2 separate regions of the Anas platyrhynchos genome follow, and region 1 is linked to region 2. The links are chromatin contacts, called in public Hi-C maps. All regions are on one chromosome and are shown on one strand. Each heading gives the region's core, a stretch centred on a gene start, on an enhancer-like site or on the middle of the called end of the contact. The rest is flanking DNA. Distances are from core to core; before and after follow the strand shown.

What was found. Hi-C and Micro-C count contacts between places; a contact is called where the count stands out from the background.
Region 1: a Hi-C map of subcutaneous adipose tissue shows a contact between it and region 2, with 2.6 times the contacts expected there. The contact joins the promoter of DICER1 here to the promoter of GLRX5 in region 2. A contact is called at or near these places in 2 of 8 Hi-C or Micro-C datasets (liver and subcutaneous adipose tissue).

The regions. Positions count from the first base shown.
Region 1 is chr5:15,385,758-15,393,427 of IASCAAS_PekinDuck_T2T, forward strand. It overlaps DICER1 (dicer 1, ribonuclease III), which reads left to right and starts at 4,152. Exons shown (of 29, transcript XM_072038339.1): 1 at 4,152-4,263.
Region 2 is chr5:15,196,414-15,203,156 of IASCAAS_PekinDuck_T2T, forward strand. It overlaps GLRX5 (glutaredoxin 5), which reads right to left and starts at 3,218. Exons shown (of 2, transcript XM_027459380.3): 1 at 2,863-3,218. The coding sequence starts at 3,178. It also overlaps LOC113843923.

The DNA.
Region 1 (7,670 bases), core at 2,902-5,401, 190 kb after region 2:
AGGAATCTCTTCAGAATCCATTTTGGAACATGACGAGATGTGTAGAGCCAAAAAGCACAAAGCGTGGTTTCCACTGGCATAATTTCAAAGTTCTGTAGCATGAAAAAAAGACAATTACTTGTCACACAGTGAGGGTTTTTTTTTAATTGAATTTACCTCCGTTCTAACCTGTACAGATTTTGTCACACTTACCCAACAGAAAAAAAAAAAAGAAAAAAAAAAAAAAGAAACAAAACCAGCATCATTTCATGATATGACTTTTAAAAAGGGAGAAATAAATGTCTCTTCTTGTTGTTGGTTTTGTCTTCTGGCAGTTATCCCATAGAGTTATCATATCATAGAGTTATCCCATCTATAATTCCAGCACTAAAGATATTTTGAAAGCTGTAATTTAGAGCATTATCACTTTTTCTGTTCGGGATTTTAATTAGTTGGGCTATTCTATTCCTTTCATCCAATGGCCTCTTTGCTTTGTTTTTATAGTTGCATGTATTGTGTGTGTGTTTTTTCTTTTTTCTTTTTTTTTTTTTTTTAATTCAAAATTTGAATGCCAAGAACTTAGTGCAATTTTTTAGAGGTTTTTATCACATGGATGACTTTTTTTTTTTTTTTGTAAGAAATTTGTGAAGGTAAAGGTTAATTTTTGATTTGGCCTTAAGCTCTGAAGAATAGCTGTCATAACACATGCATATAGCAAAAAAATATCCATCCCTTCAAAGGAGGGGATAGCGGTGATAGAACAATAAAGGATAGCACAGGTTTTATCCTAACTGTGCTTTTAAATCAAAAACTCCTGTCAGCTGGCATGCTCAGAGAGGAAGTAGCTATGGAGAAAGACACCCTTTTCTTTATAAGAAAATAACTTCCAGAATTCTCCTGGCATTTGTGTTTTGTTTTCTGTGTTTTAAGTATTCTGCTTGCCTTCTCTTTGAACCTCCTTGAATTGGATAAAATTCATTATTTAATCATGGCCTGCAGAGGATTAAGGAGGGTTTCTTTCTGCTTTATTTTATGTTAGAAATAATCAAGAATGCCAATTTCCTTCAGTACTTCAGTTAAAATTGGAAAAATAGACCCATATGTTCTGACAGCTCCCACTGGATAAGGCTGAACAGCTGCTCCTCTTCCTAAGGTTTTGTCATGGGATATAATTATTCTTCCATCCATAAAAAACAGAAGGGTGCCCCTTCAATGGTATAAAAATGCTTAATATTGTGACATTTAATAATATGGGCATTACAAAAGACATGCTCTAAAGAACAACTGAGGTTTGAGCTAGGTAAAGGAAACAATGTGGTAAAACCATAGGCCTCTCTGTCAGTTTTCATCTGAAATCATTTCACAGAGGTTTAAATGAACCTCAACATGTTCCGGTTACCTTTATCTCCTCATACTGATTTAGTGGGCACAAACAGTCATACTAAGGAAGCGGTAAGTCCCCGGCAGAGTGTAGATGGATGAGGAAAGCTGGATCTCTGGTGACAGACCCTTTGCTGTATACCCATTGCATTCAGCCCAACTAAAAAGGGGGAAGCGGCTTTCTACTGCATTTACCATCTTCGTTAGGCAACAAGGATGATCTCCAGTCCATCTGTCAGAAAGTGTGATCTTAGGATAGTCCTGACTTTCCTGGCTGGACTAACACAAGTGTAACTGCATTGCAGTGTCTTGTAGGGCAGACAGGATCAGTGAAACACAGCACGAAACTAAACCCATCCACTGTGGAAAGGAGGTGCCAGGAGTGGGCAGAATGGGGCCAGCTGTGTATATTTACGTTATTTAAAGGTTTCCTGCCACAAAAATGACCACATTGTCCAGATGCGGCTATATCTTTACATCACTGGTGTGGTGATTTGTATGGGCAGTCTATAGATCTGGCCACTCACCATCAGTGCTGTAGGTAGGCCTGTTCAGAGCTTTAAATGTGTGTATCCCATCACTGTGATAAGGTATGGTAAATACACATCTTTTTATTGCACAAAGAGTAGGAAAACTGTGGAAAATTAAGGGTTTTTGGACACTTGTGAGGGAAGGACAGGGAAGAAAAGTTAAACAGGAAAGCTGAATTTTGCATTTAGCAGACAAAATGTGACCAAGTCTCAAACTGTTGCTGTTGTCAGTAAAGATTTGCACTGTTTACTTCCATCTTTGGCACGGTTCTTTTTACCATGCTCAGAAGATAAAACAGCAACCACCAAAACCTCTCTTGTTGGTCAACAATTCATTTGTTGATAATGTAAATGAACCCCGAGAAGAGGGCACCAAGGTAAAAAAGTTGAGCTATTAAATCCATGGACAGCACCAGGACAATCTTAACAGCTGGTGTTGACATTGAAAACATTGACTGGAACTGCAAAGGGTGAGCACAACGTGTTGAGCAGGTAGAGGCTTGTCAGTGAGCCAGATACAGCTTTTTCAAGGTCACTTTCAGACACAGCTGTTCAAGAGTGAAGCTGCAATTTTGTGCTCCAACCCTACAGTAACTGATGACTGCCATTTATGTGGGGATAAGATCAGACAAAAATGGGATGTGATTACTGCATTTCAGCTCTCTGTTATCTACTTCAATTTACATTAGGCCGAGGAACTTTCAAACTCCACATTTGAATGTACAAGAGTTATCCTCTCTATGGCTACCTGAAAGGAAGGTATGGGGAGCTGGGGGTCAGCTTCTTCTCACAGGTAACTGGTGATAGGACTAGAAGGAATGGCTTCCAGTTGCGCCAGGGGAGGTTCAGGTTGGAAATGAGGAGACATTTCTCCTCAGAAAGAGCTGTCAGGCATTGGAACAGGTTGCTCAGGGGGGTGGTGGAATCACCATCCCTGGGGGTGTTCAAGGAAAGGTTGGACGTGGTGCCTAGGGACATGGGTTAGTGGGTGACATTGGTGGTAGGATGATGGTTGGACCAGGTGATCTTGGAGGTCTCTTCCACCCTTAATGATTCTGTGATTCTATGATTATTTGTCCGATGCATCTCTCTGGCCTGGGCTGCAGCTATGGATCTAAGTCATGCCGTAATCAAGCCTGGAGGCTTGATTATTAGCTTCATCTCTGTGAAGAAGGTTCAGTCTTCTCACCAGTCACCAAGAGAATGGTGTTGGCAGATGATGCCATGGGAGGTGGGCACTAGGAAATTAAAATAATCATGGTATTTGAAATTACAATGAACAGTAAGGAAACTCCAATGAGCTAGTTCCGCTCAAGCAATACATTTCAATCCTGTGCCCTACCTTACTGACCAGTTCCTCACACTTACAACCAAACATTTCGCTACATCAGGTAATATTTGGCAGTCTTGTTGCACTGCAGCCCTGTTTAGGTAAGTTAGGTAGATTCAAGGCTTTGTATTATCTTGCAATTTCCCTCTCAGTTTTCCAAGGACTTGAAGCTATTGACGTCAATTGTGACAAAGAAATAAAAGCTGGAAAACAGCAGCATGAGGTGCAAGAGAAATTGCATTCCTGTCTGTGCACCAAGCATTATTAATTTTTCATTTACCCTATTTACCCCATTTACCCTAGATCAGCTGTTTCATCCAAAAGATTTTTTTTTTTTTTTTTTAAATATAGTTGTAGCTTGTAATGTCACTCAAGTGAGTGCTGACAAGAGACTGGAGACCAATGGTACAGCTAGTCAACACTGTCCCAAGCAATGGCAAAAGGAGATGCTGCTGAGGGAGCACAGATGGACCCAATTGCCTCCAGTGGCCCTTTCTCTTCTTCTCCATTCTGGCCTAGCACCAGCAAGGGCTGTCGGTGCCAGCTCCCTGATGAGCAGAAAGGACACTCTGACCACCTGTGTGTATGGATAAGTGGAATTTCACTACACAGAAGCACTGGAGGTGAAGCGCTGCTGTGCCCTGAGACTGATCGAAGTCATCAAGGACTGCTTTTTGCCTCCTGTTGAGTGACATTCAACTCTTCAAGACCACTCCTGCCCCAGAGGAAAGAGCAGTGCCCTGCAGGCGGCCTCACCACCTCCCTACCCTACAACCCCAACACCACAGCGCGACCCCAGCCGCCTCCAACCCCGCCAAAATGGCGGCTGCCGCCCTTCGCCTCAGCGCTGCGCCACCGCCTCCCGCGCGCGCGAGCCCCGCCCGCGCGCATGCGCAAGGCAGGAGCGGGGAGGGGGGGGCGGAGCAGCCGGGTCCGAGAGCCTCGCGGCGCTCCGGCGGGGGGAGGGGAGGGCACACACACGTGAGCGCCGGGACCACCCGGCGGCTCCCCGGCAGCTGCCGTGTCCCGCGAGCGGATTGGCCGGTCGGTGAACCTTTCACCTTTTACCCGCCTCCCGCCGCCAATCGCGCGGCTCCTTTCACAGCGCGGCGATGGGGAGCGTGCGAGCTGCGCAGGGCGGAATTCTCGGAGCGGGCTTGCGTCGCGGGCGTTGGGCGGCCCCCGTTGGTATGGGCGGGAGGGCCGGGGGAGGTGCTCCGTTTGCGTAGGGCCGGCGGCGTAAGGAAGGGGGGGGGGGCAGGCAGGGGGAGGCGGCCGCGCGGGGGCCCAGGTGAATGGAGGAACCTGACAGCCGGGGGCAGCGCGGCGGCGGCGGGCAAATGGCGGCGGCGGCGGCACAATGAGACGCGGCCTGTAGCGGGGGGACGCGCCGGGCCGCCTCCCGTCACGGCAGGTAGGAGATGGCGGCCGCGGCCCGGCCCCGCGGGTGCGTGAGGCGGGGGCCGCGCTCCGGCCCCTCGCGGCTTTGTCTGCGTGAGGGGGACGGGGGGCAGGGGGCGCCGCTCCGGGGCGCTGCGTGAGGCGCTGTGCCCGCAGCACGGCCCCGCGCCGCTCCTCTCCTCCCCGAGCGCTTGTAGGAGGAAAATGTAGCGGCAGGGCGGCGAAGGCGTGCCTGGTGCCGCGTGGTGTGGGGCTGAGAAAGGCCAGGAGGGGAAAAAGGCGTAGTTCTGCGCCGGGGTTGGTTGGTGCCGGGGGTAAAACTGGAAAAAGGGGTGAAGGAGTAGGAAATGCGCGGTGGTACTGACATCTGGGGGGGTTCTTGGTGTGTTATCGTCCCTCATAAATCGTTATTTCCAAAAACTAAATCACCAGTTCAGCAAACTTCAAATACTGAGAGTCTGGAGGTTGTTTGGCACTCTACGTTGTGAGGTACCAGCAGTCGTGTTTGGCACTTCAGGTCACAAGATATCAGCAATCTTTACATTAAGATACTGGACATCAAGTTATGCTGTGAGCTAAAGCGCTGCAAGTTGTAGGTTTGATGGTGATGACCACTTTTAAAGGAACAAGAGAAAAAGGAAAATCAAAACAGAATAACTTTCTAGACACTCTTTTCTTTATCTTACCTTATGCTTTTTGTTTTGCTGTACAAACCATTCTGGGTGCTGTGTTGAAGTGCAAGCTGCATGTATATCTTTGGTAAGTTGAGTGTGTGGTGGTTTTTTTTTGTAACCAGTTGACATAGACACAAACTGGAATGATTTCTAATATGCCACAGTTGTTCTAAATCTTGCAATGAAGAGCAACCTTCCCCTTGTCTGTGTCTCCAGGATATGTTGTAGTCTTCATAACTACAAAAGGTTTGGAGATATTCCTGGAAGTTTGCAACTGGAAGGTGATTATGTGTATATAATCATTGGACTGCTACTTCATTATTTATTAATGCATTGGGTTAAAAAGTATATGCCTCTGTATTCAGAAGTGCCAAGCTGTGAATTAGCTACTGCTGTTTATGAAAGTGTCTTGGTGATACTTCAGTTCTGTGCAAGTGTCAGCCCAGTACTCACCAATCAAAAAGTTTATTAAAAGTTGGAATTAAGAATTAAATGAAAATAAACTGGCATCATTATGACAGTTTAATTCCTTGTTTGGCCATATATTTAATGCTAAATGCAGTTTGGGGATCTTTCCTGTCTCTCTCTTCTACATCAAAAAGGCAGTGTTAGGCTAAAAAAAAAAAAAAAAAAGGTAGCAGTAAAGTTGACTAGGACTTTTCACCTGGGGAAAGAGTCCCCAGAGGAGGGGTAAGGGGCATTGTGCAGTAACTTTTTGAAAAAAAAAAAAAAGTTTTTGAAAGGTTACTGTAGTTTACAGATTTAAAACAAATGGAAGGAATCACTGCTTTATATCATGGGTAACTAAAATACCTGGTGCATCATATTAGGAATGCCAAAAGTTTACTTGAAAAATGAAACAGTTAAGTTGTAGGGGAGAGGGAGAAACTATCAAACACAGAAATATCTTCTCAGACTCAGCAAACATCAAGGTGACTGGTCAGTGAAGTTAAATTCAAGGCTTCCCTTACTATTATACACCTTTGTATATGTCCTCCATTGGATACTGGCAGAAGGAGGCCAACAAGCTGGAAAGATACTTTATCTGACATAGCATACAAACCTTTTTATAGGAGTTATACTTTGCTTCTGAGATCTATCTTAATGCCCTTTAGATTAGGGGAAGAAAAAAAGCAGAATCTACAGTTTAAAAAAACAAACAAAAAACATCACTTTTGTGTATTCTATACAATTCCTGTTTCAAAAAATTGTGAGGTCCTTTTTCCTTGACACAAAGTTGCTTCAGGTGCACCTTATTACAGAGTTTGAGTACTGGTGCTTTGCCCATGTACACTTTCTGTATGTGCATTGATCTGTAACTGAATGCAAATTACTGGGGAAAAAAAAGCATATTTATCCTTTTTAGTAAAGCAAGGAGCAACCTAGTAAAATGGATATGGTGAACGTGGAGTTGACTTATTTTCTCTTTGGGTAAGCTGTAGAATGTGAGTGAGAGCAAGAGTTCAAGAAGATTTTTAGAAAGGATTGTACCCTTAGGGACGAGCATTATAGAGTGATGAGCATTGTAGTGCTAAGACTACAGACTACTTTTATTTATGGCCTAATCTAATCTATCAAGCATCAAAACATATTTGGACATGGGTTATACCATTATTTCATAATTACTGGAGAGAAAAATCTAGTTTTCTTTTTTTTTTTTGTGCAGTTGGTGTGGTACAAACTGCGGATATGGAGCTTGATAGGTTGCTGGCAGAGCAATGAGGTGGCTGCTGTGCTCCACTTCCCTCCTGTCGTAATGGCTCACTGTGTAGCTACTGACCATCTGTGTCCCATCACCTTTGTATTTCAGTAGTAATTTCTTCATACTGATAGCACAGAAATTATTTTACACCCTCTGACTCCCAGCTTTCCTTCCTCAGAAGTGGCTCCCTTTAAGTTAAGTAAAAGGGTAATTGTAGTACTGTACAGAGCAGTGACCTCTGTATAATTGTGTGTGATGTGCTTTTTGAACATGCTATCTTGAAGGCAAATAATAAGTAAAGGAAAATGATGCTTTCTTCACTCCATCCAGACTTCTTTCTTCATCCTTCGGCCTTTCATGCCTTCTGTATGGATTGTGATAAGTCAGAAGAGAATCCTGATACAGAGTAAAAACTAAAACTTCACTTTTTAGCTGAAGTTACTGCAATCTTTGGTTTGAATTCAAAGCTTTGGTGTTCAAGCTGTGCTGAACATTTGAGGGGAAGGGCAGGTGTAGGAATGCCATTAAATAACCTAACAGATGGAATCTATGGGACACAGCAGCATGCAACTTTATTAAAGTATGCTTTGATACCCTGTTAGGTGAGGTGAACTCTTGGTTTTGATAGTTCTTCCATGCCTTACCTTCTGATGTCACAGATACTCAACTTTGAA
Region 2 (6,743 bases), core at 1,968-4,467:
CAGCCCAAGGGAGGGGCACAAAGGTTGAAGTCTCTCAGAACTCACTATATCAAACAGAGCTAGCTACAGTCACAGTTATGAAGTACAGAACTGAAGTTAAAAACCATACTTCATAAAAGACAAAGTCATCCAAAAAATATTAACTGATCAGATGATATAAATCAAATGCCAAATTGTTCTGAAAGACATCAGGAAAAAATATACAGAAGAATCAGTAAACCTAGTTTGCCACTTTTAAAACAACCTTTTACACAAAGGCATTGTTTCATAAAAGATTAAAAAGATGGTAAGTAACATAAGCATTCTAAAAAAATAACAGTAATCTAGAAAAATATTTGCTATGACAAAGTGTCTCTAACTATAAAGTGCAACATCAGCTAAAAGATTTTATTTTGACTTAATATTTTGTGCATGGACATCTAATGCTTAAAAAGCCCCAAATAGCAAGTTTGGCATATCAATGGCAAAAGGAATCAGCTAATCCATAACCATCTAATCCTATCTCTGGCATCACCACCTATAACTTCTTCCTTAGCACTTCACAAATACCTTTCTTGTTTGTTCAGATACAGTTTGCAGAAATTGGAAGTTTTGGTGTGAACTTGTGTTTCAATGTTCAAGAAAAGTAGTACTTCTCTCAAACATTCCTTGGCCTTTGAGCACTCCGAAGTGCTCAAACTATCCCCCAAATCTTTTTACCCTAAAAACCTTTTAACCCATAACAGCTGCAATAAAGAACTGAGTCCCAACACAAAGTCACACTCAGGGATAACCCTTCTCAAAAGAGCCACCGTAGATATGAAACGAGGTTTGTTTCTGTTAAGATATTGTAATGCTAAACATGAATTGAGACCCAAGGGCACTACATAATGTCTATTGCTAATAAACACTCCAGGGTAACATTATTCTTTTACAGAAATATCTTCTTCAAGGACCAGGCACTGATAGCACTTTCAAGGCTCTACTCAACTACAGATAAAAACATGAACACAGTCTAGCTGGACTGCCCTGTGTGCTGCCCTTCACATATGAGACAAGCTGCTTTAACTGTCTGTGTGCTGGAGCTCGACCAGATTACAAACTGGATCTGTTAAATAAACCCTGAGTTCAACACAACATTTACCAAAACTGCTTCAGTACCATTAACGCAAGTCAGCCTGGTCTATGCCTACTGCACTGAGGATGCACTTCAGCGATGAACCCTTCAGAAGTGCAGACACTGCAAGGAGCTTCCTTCCCATTCCCTGGAGGTTACGGCTTCCCTCTGCACTTCAGAAGCTGCAGGCTTCTCTTTTCAAACACTTCTGTGAAACCTTACTCCAGTTAAAAGCTTGACAGCTGAACTAGCACATCACAAGGTGACTGAAGCCACAACCTGTGCAAACTACTACTGAAAGGGGTACCAAGAGCACTCCCCCTCTATTTCCCCAACTCCAGTGGCCATATCTCAGCCTCTCTTGCCAGCACTAGCACTAATGAGCAAGGAACCACATCAGGGAGATGATTCAAGCAACCAGTATCACTCCTACCACACTCTCTCCAGAAAAGCAACACATTTTCATGGACATCATTAGCACTGGTGCAAGCATGGCTGGAGAAGAGTTAGCCCAAGGGTGAGAGGAAAGATCAAGCCCATCCTCATGGCAGAATCCAGTACTTAGGTAATGTATAATCTGAGAGTGAACTACAGCAGTTCTAACTGGTTTAAACCACTACTTTCTCAGTACATAATCCCAAACTTCTCTACCACCTTATAGATCTGAACCAGCCCAACCATGCGTATCAGCTGAGAGTAGGATCGCTTATGGCAGAAACAACTCAGAACTCTGAATTGTTGTGGAACCACAGCCCAAGAGAGAACATTAAGGTCTCTTAACCAGCTTTGGTAATGAAGGATTTGTGTCAGAGAAACATATTCTCAGCTCGCATTTAGGTAAATAAATCACTTGACAGCAGCACTAGTAACTAGTTTTACAGAACTGACAGTGGTTTTAGGTGAAAAGTACAGGTATGGAGCTGTTTTTACAACTTGCCCTATTACAGCAAAGGGCAAGCTTCAGCAAGGTTGGTTATAGTTCAGCTGAATTATATCAACCTCAAAATACCACGTTCCACTAGGTCCAGGAAAACCAACCAGCACTTCAAATACACCTGAAGGACCATCTCTGCTAGCAGCCAACTCTTAGTACCAGTGCTGTGAAGAGGAATATACGCAAACATTTACGTTATCCTCAGCTAAGTGCATAGCTGGTGACCAGCTCACATGCCGTATTCTCCTTGCTCAGGGAAGTATGACAGGCTGGGTACCTGACTTTTCAGCACCTGAGGTCAGGAGAGATGAAGACGGCCTTCAGACAGTTGCTGTTGGATCACGTTTGGCAACCCACCAAACTACAGCTTCCAGCAGCCCAGCCCTCTCCTGTCAGAGGCCGCCAGCCACAGGAACAAGCATAGGCTGGCCGGTTAGGGGGCAGCAGGTAATGTAAGTGAAGCAAGGTAACAGCCCACCAGCTCTGGGATCAATGTGTCCCTCCCTAGCTGCTCACACCAAGGTCCATCCCTACTGCTGGCTCTGGCACTCACCTCACCACACAGCAAGCCAGGCCTGGCTGCATCCCCACTAATAAACAGAGCTGGTTGTGCACGCAAATCCCAATAAATTCACACTGACAGAAGCACTGCCTGAGGGCTCATGGAACCAAGAGAAACACACATGGTTCAACTTCGAGGGTTTTAGTCTGTTTCAGTAGAACTTCAGATTAATTTCTCTCTTTTTTAAATAGCTTTAGTAAACCCTAAGACAAATAAGTTTAAGCACGTAATAAAGCCTGAAAGCCCCCCCCCGCGGCCTGCCCCGCTGACCTTGGCGGAGGTCGGGGTCCTGCAGCACGTCGTGTGCGCGGTAGTCCTCGACGCCGTGCAGCCGCAGGATCTGCACCACGGCGTTGCTGAAGCCGCAGAGGGGCTGCTCGGGGCTGCCCTTCATGAACACCACCACCGGGTGCGCCCGCACCAGCCGCTCCACCGCCTCCCGCGACCCCGTGCCCGACCCCGAGCCGCCCCCCTCGGCCCCGCCGCCCTCGGCCGCCGCCTGGCTCAGCAGCCGCCGCCCGGCCCAGCCCCGCGCTGCCCAGCCGCCCCCGGCCAGGCGCAGGCCGGCGCGCAGCGAGCCGCTCATCCTGCCTCGGCCCCCACCGCCCGCACCAACTGCCCGCCCCTGCCCCGCTGCGCCGGCCTAGAGTCACCGTTACTCGCTGATTGGTAGAGACGGGGAGAGGTCGCACGGGATCTACGCCTTTTCACAGGCATAGCAGCTGTCAATCAACGCTGACAGCCAGTAGCGTGGAGCTCCAGCTGGCTTTGTCCCGCCCACCAGCGCTGTGCGGCTATTTGTGGAGCGGACGGCGCTGCCGCAGCTCCATTGGTAGAATCACCCGTCAATCCGCGCCCGGAGGGTTAACCCCGCCTACTCCCTGCCGCCATTGGCCAGGCTCCCCCGGCGCGGTGCCTTAAGAGGGGCAGGGCGGAAGGGGGAGCTTCTTCCGCTTCCGGTGCTGGCGGTGGGCGGGCTGTGAGTGGGGCCGGGCATGGCGCTGGTTGTGCCGCGGGTGCTCGGGGCTGCGCCCGGCAGCAGCTCGGTCTGCGAGGAGCCTCGGGGCAGCCCCTGAGGCCTCTCCGAGGGCTGGGAGCGCAGTGCAGGAGAGTTCAGCGGCGGCCGGGCGGTGAGTGGAAGAGGTACAGCGAAACCTTCCTGGCTACTGGGAAATGAATTAGCACGGCTCGCAAATAACAGGCCTAAATGCACCTTTAATCTCCCGTTAATTTACGTTATGGATCTGGCACCTGTACTTCTGGTGTATTAACGGCCACTCGTAGGCGTTAAGAAAAGGAGTTCCCCAAGTAACTCGTGCTGTTCAGCTCCTCCGGGAGTGCCAGCTGCAGCGCAGAAGGCAGCGGGTTCTGTGCCTGCAGTGTATGGAGCACTGCTGCAGCTTTCAGATGTGTGTGAAGCTATGAAAAAATCCTTAACAGGGATCTGAAGGCAAAGTTCACATATTGTACTGCACATGAGCATTGTATATTGGGAGTATATTGTATATATGGCAGTATGTTTTTCAGCCACCTTATTTTCTTCTGATCTAGACAGAGAAGTCAATGCTTGCCTGTTAATCGTAATGCATAAAACACAGAAGGGTTGTTTACTATGTATGTGTTACTATCCAGTGTGAGCTGGATAAAACTAGTAAATTCCACAAAGGTTTTTGTCATATGGTTATGTTATACAGAATCAGAGCCTTAAGTCTTAAGTGTAAGAGGCTTAGTGGTACACTTTCACGCCTTTAGTCTAGCTGAAACACTCCTGCCACTCTGTTTCTGGAGATTCCAGAGGGAAATAAATAAAAACTGATTGAAAAGAAAGAGCTTCTACTCTTAAAGCTAACTAAAAGCTTTCAATTAAAAATAATAAGTTGAAGGAACTTGATACTATCTGCATTCCTGTATACTCTTTTAGCTGTTTCTCCAAGCAGATGGTTAATAAATAGAATGTAGAGTAAGGACATCAAACTCATGTGTCATAAGACTTTGTGAGGACGTGTTCCCCTGGGAATGACATAGCCAGTTCTAAGTTGCAGCTTAATCCTCTGTAGTCGAAGAGATGCCCTTGGTTGCTGGTACTCTGGGCAGACCAGGCTTGCAGAGAGAGCACTGATGGGAGGAAGCCGAGGCATGCCTGTAAGAGTAGTGGCAGCAACATGTGCAATGTTCCTCTAACAGCTCGCATTCTGTTGTCACGGAGATAATGGCTCATCCCATGTCATTATCGATCTATCAACAGTAAGAGCAATTTTGCAGTCTGATATTGTTTAGCAAATAGAGCAACTTCTGCTGAACACTTAAAAACTGCTATAAATTTTGAAAAGCTTCTGCAATGTCTGTGTGCTTGGTTAAACAGAAGTACCTGAACTCGTAGTTATTTGTTGTAGTGATGTGAGGTAATGCTAAGCTTAACAGAATGCATTTTAAAGAAAACAGTACTGTCAAATGTTTTTTTATTGCAAAGTATGCAGCACCATGTAAGGGAATAAACAGTTCTTGCTACTGATAAGACTTGAACAATTAGCCTGTGTACTCTGTACTAACAGAAATAACTATTTGTTATCTGGTTCAGTTTGCTGTTGGTCTAAGTGAAACTTCTTATATTTTCCAGATAATGATTTAAATCACCTGTTCAGAAGAAATATTAATGGGACTTCCTTGAGACTGCTGATGTTTTGTTGATCTTCCTGTTAGAAGATGTATTATCACCTCATTTTGAGAAGAGCAATAGGAGTTGATATTCAAACTGCAGGGCTTAATTGGTCAGCCACAAATAAGGTTACTTCCAGGCATTCTGCAGCTGAGCAAAAACAGTAGTTATGAGTCAGTGGTTTGATGTGCTTATGTAGTATGCAAGCACACATCTAAAAATACTATTAGAGAGCTTTTTCTTCATGTCCAAGTTAGATACTTGTCTTCCTGACTTGTTGCAGGGTCTGGAAATGAAGCCCCTTATGTGTGTAAATAGTTGAGCTCTGCTTAAGTTTTTTTCTTTTGAAGCTTTTTAACTGGGATGGTTTGAGCTCCTGTTCTGCATGTCAGGTAAGTAATTTGAGGCATACAATCAGGGCAGCATCTGGCAGCATTAACATATCCTAAATTCTGAGAGCATTAAGAATGTTTAAAATGTACCTACAGTTCTGGCCTGCACAGTTAAAATCTGTGTGGCATGCTTAAATTGTGAATGCTGAAGAAGCAGCTGTGAACAGTTCCTGATTATTAACAAACAGCAGAACTGTTGAAATACTATGTTTTTTTCTTGTAGAAACTCAAGCTCCATGGGAAATGGACACTTTACAATCTGAGGTGTATCTAACTTGTCCTGGATCTAACCAAGAGACCTATAAGCAAGTTTGTTTCTGAACTAGATGAATAATTGAATCATATTTATGCATTCATAGGATAGTCCAAAGAGGGTGTTTGCATTAGCTTTAAAATGCATCAGTCCATTTCATGATTGACAGAGGCAAAGAATATATATGAAGTTACATAAGTCAGTTTTAATGGATGATCTATGTGATCTGGGTGAGTTGATTTGGATCAAGGTAAGAATGCCTTTAGCAGGGAGAAGTCATGCTGGTAATCAAAGCAAAAACCTTTGAGCCTGGCATTTAATGATGAAAAATGTTCAAGCTTAAATGCAGACCTTGAAGCTAGATACAAAGTGATAGTCATAGAACATCCCAAGTTGGAAGGGGCCCACATGGATCATCTCTTTATGAAGATTGTGTCAGTTCCTGCTAAGTCTGCTTTTGGAATTGAGCAATAGAAAGCTAGAGACTGGGATTCTAATACATGTATCTCCTGTTCTTTGTGTTCACTTTTGACCAGTGTTGAAGAACAGGGTCCTGGGCGCTGAGCATCAGGCTTAACTACGTATGGTAATCTTTACAAATTGTGATGTACTTAAAATGCTGGAAGTGGCTTCTGGTCTTTCCTAAGCATGGGAAAACCCTAGGGCATCTTTTGCCTGTAAGGAATTCTTGTTCCCTAGTAAAGTCCTAGAGCATGTTCATGGCACAGCTACTGTGATAGGAGTGCTTTTGTTGGCTTGGTTTGGTTTGAGAATGTGCAGCTGCAGAGAGGCAAGGAAAGCTCTGATGTGCGTGTCTTTACTGTCCACGAGGGGGCTCTGGCAGGTCGGG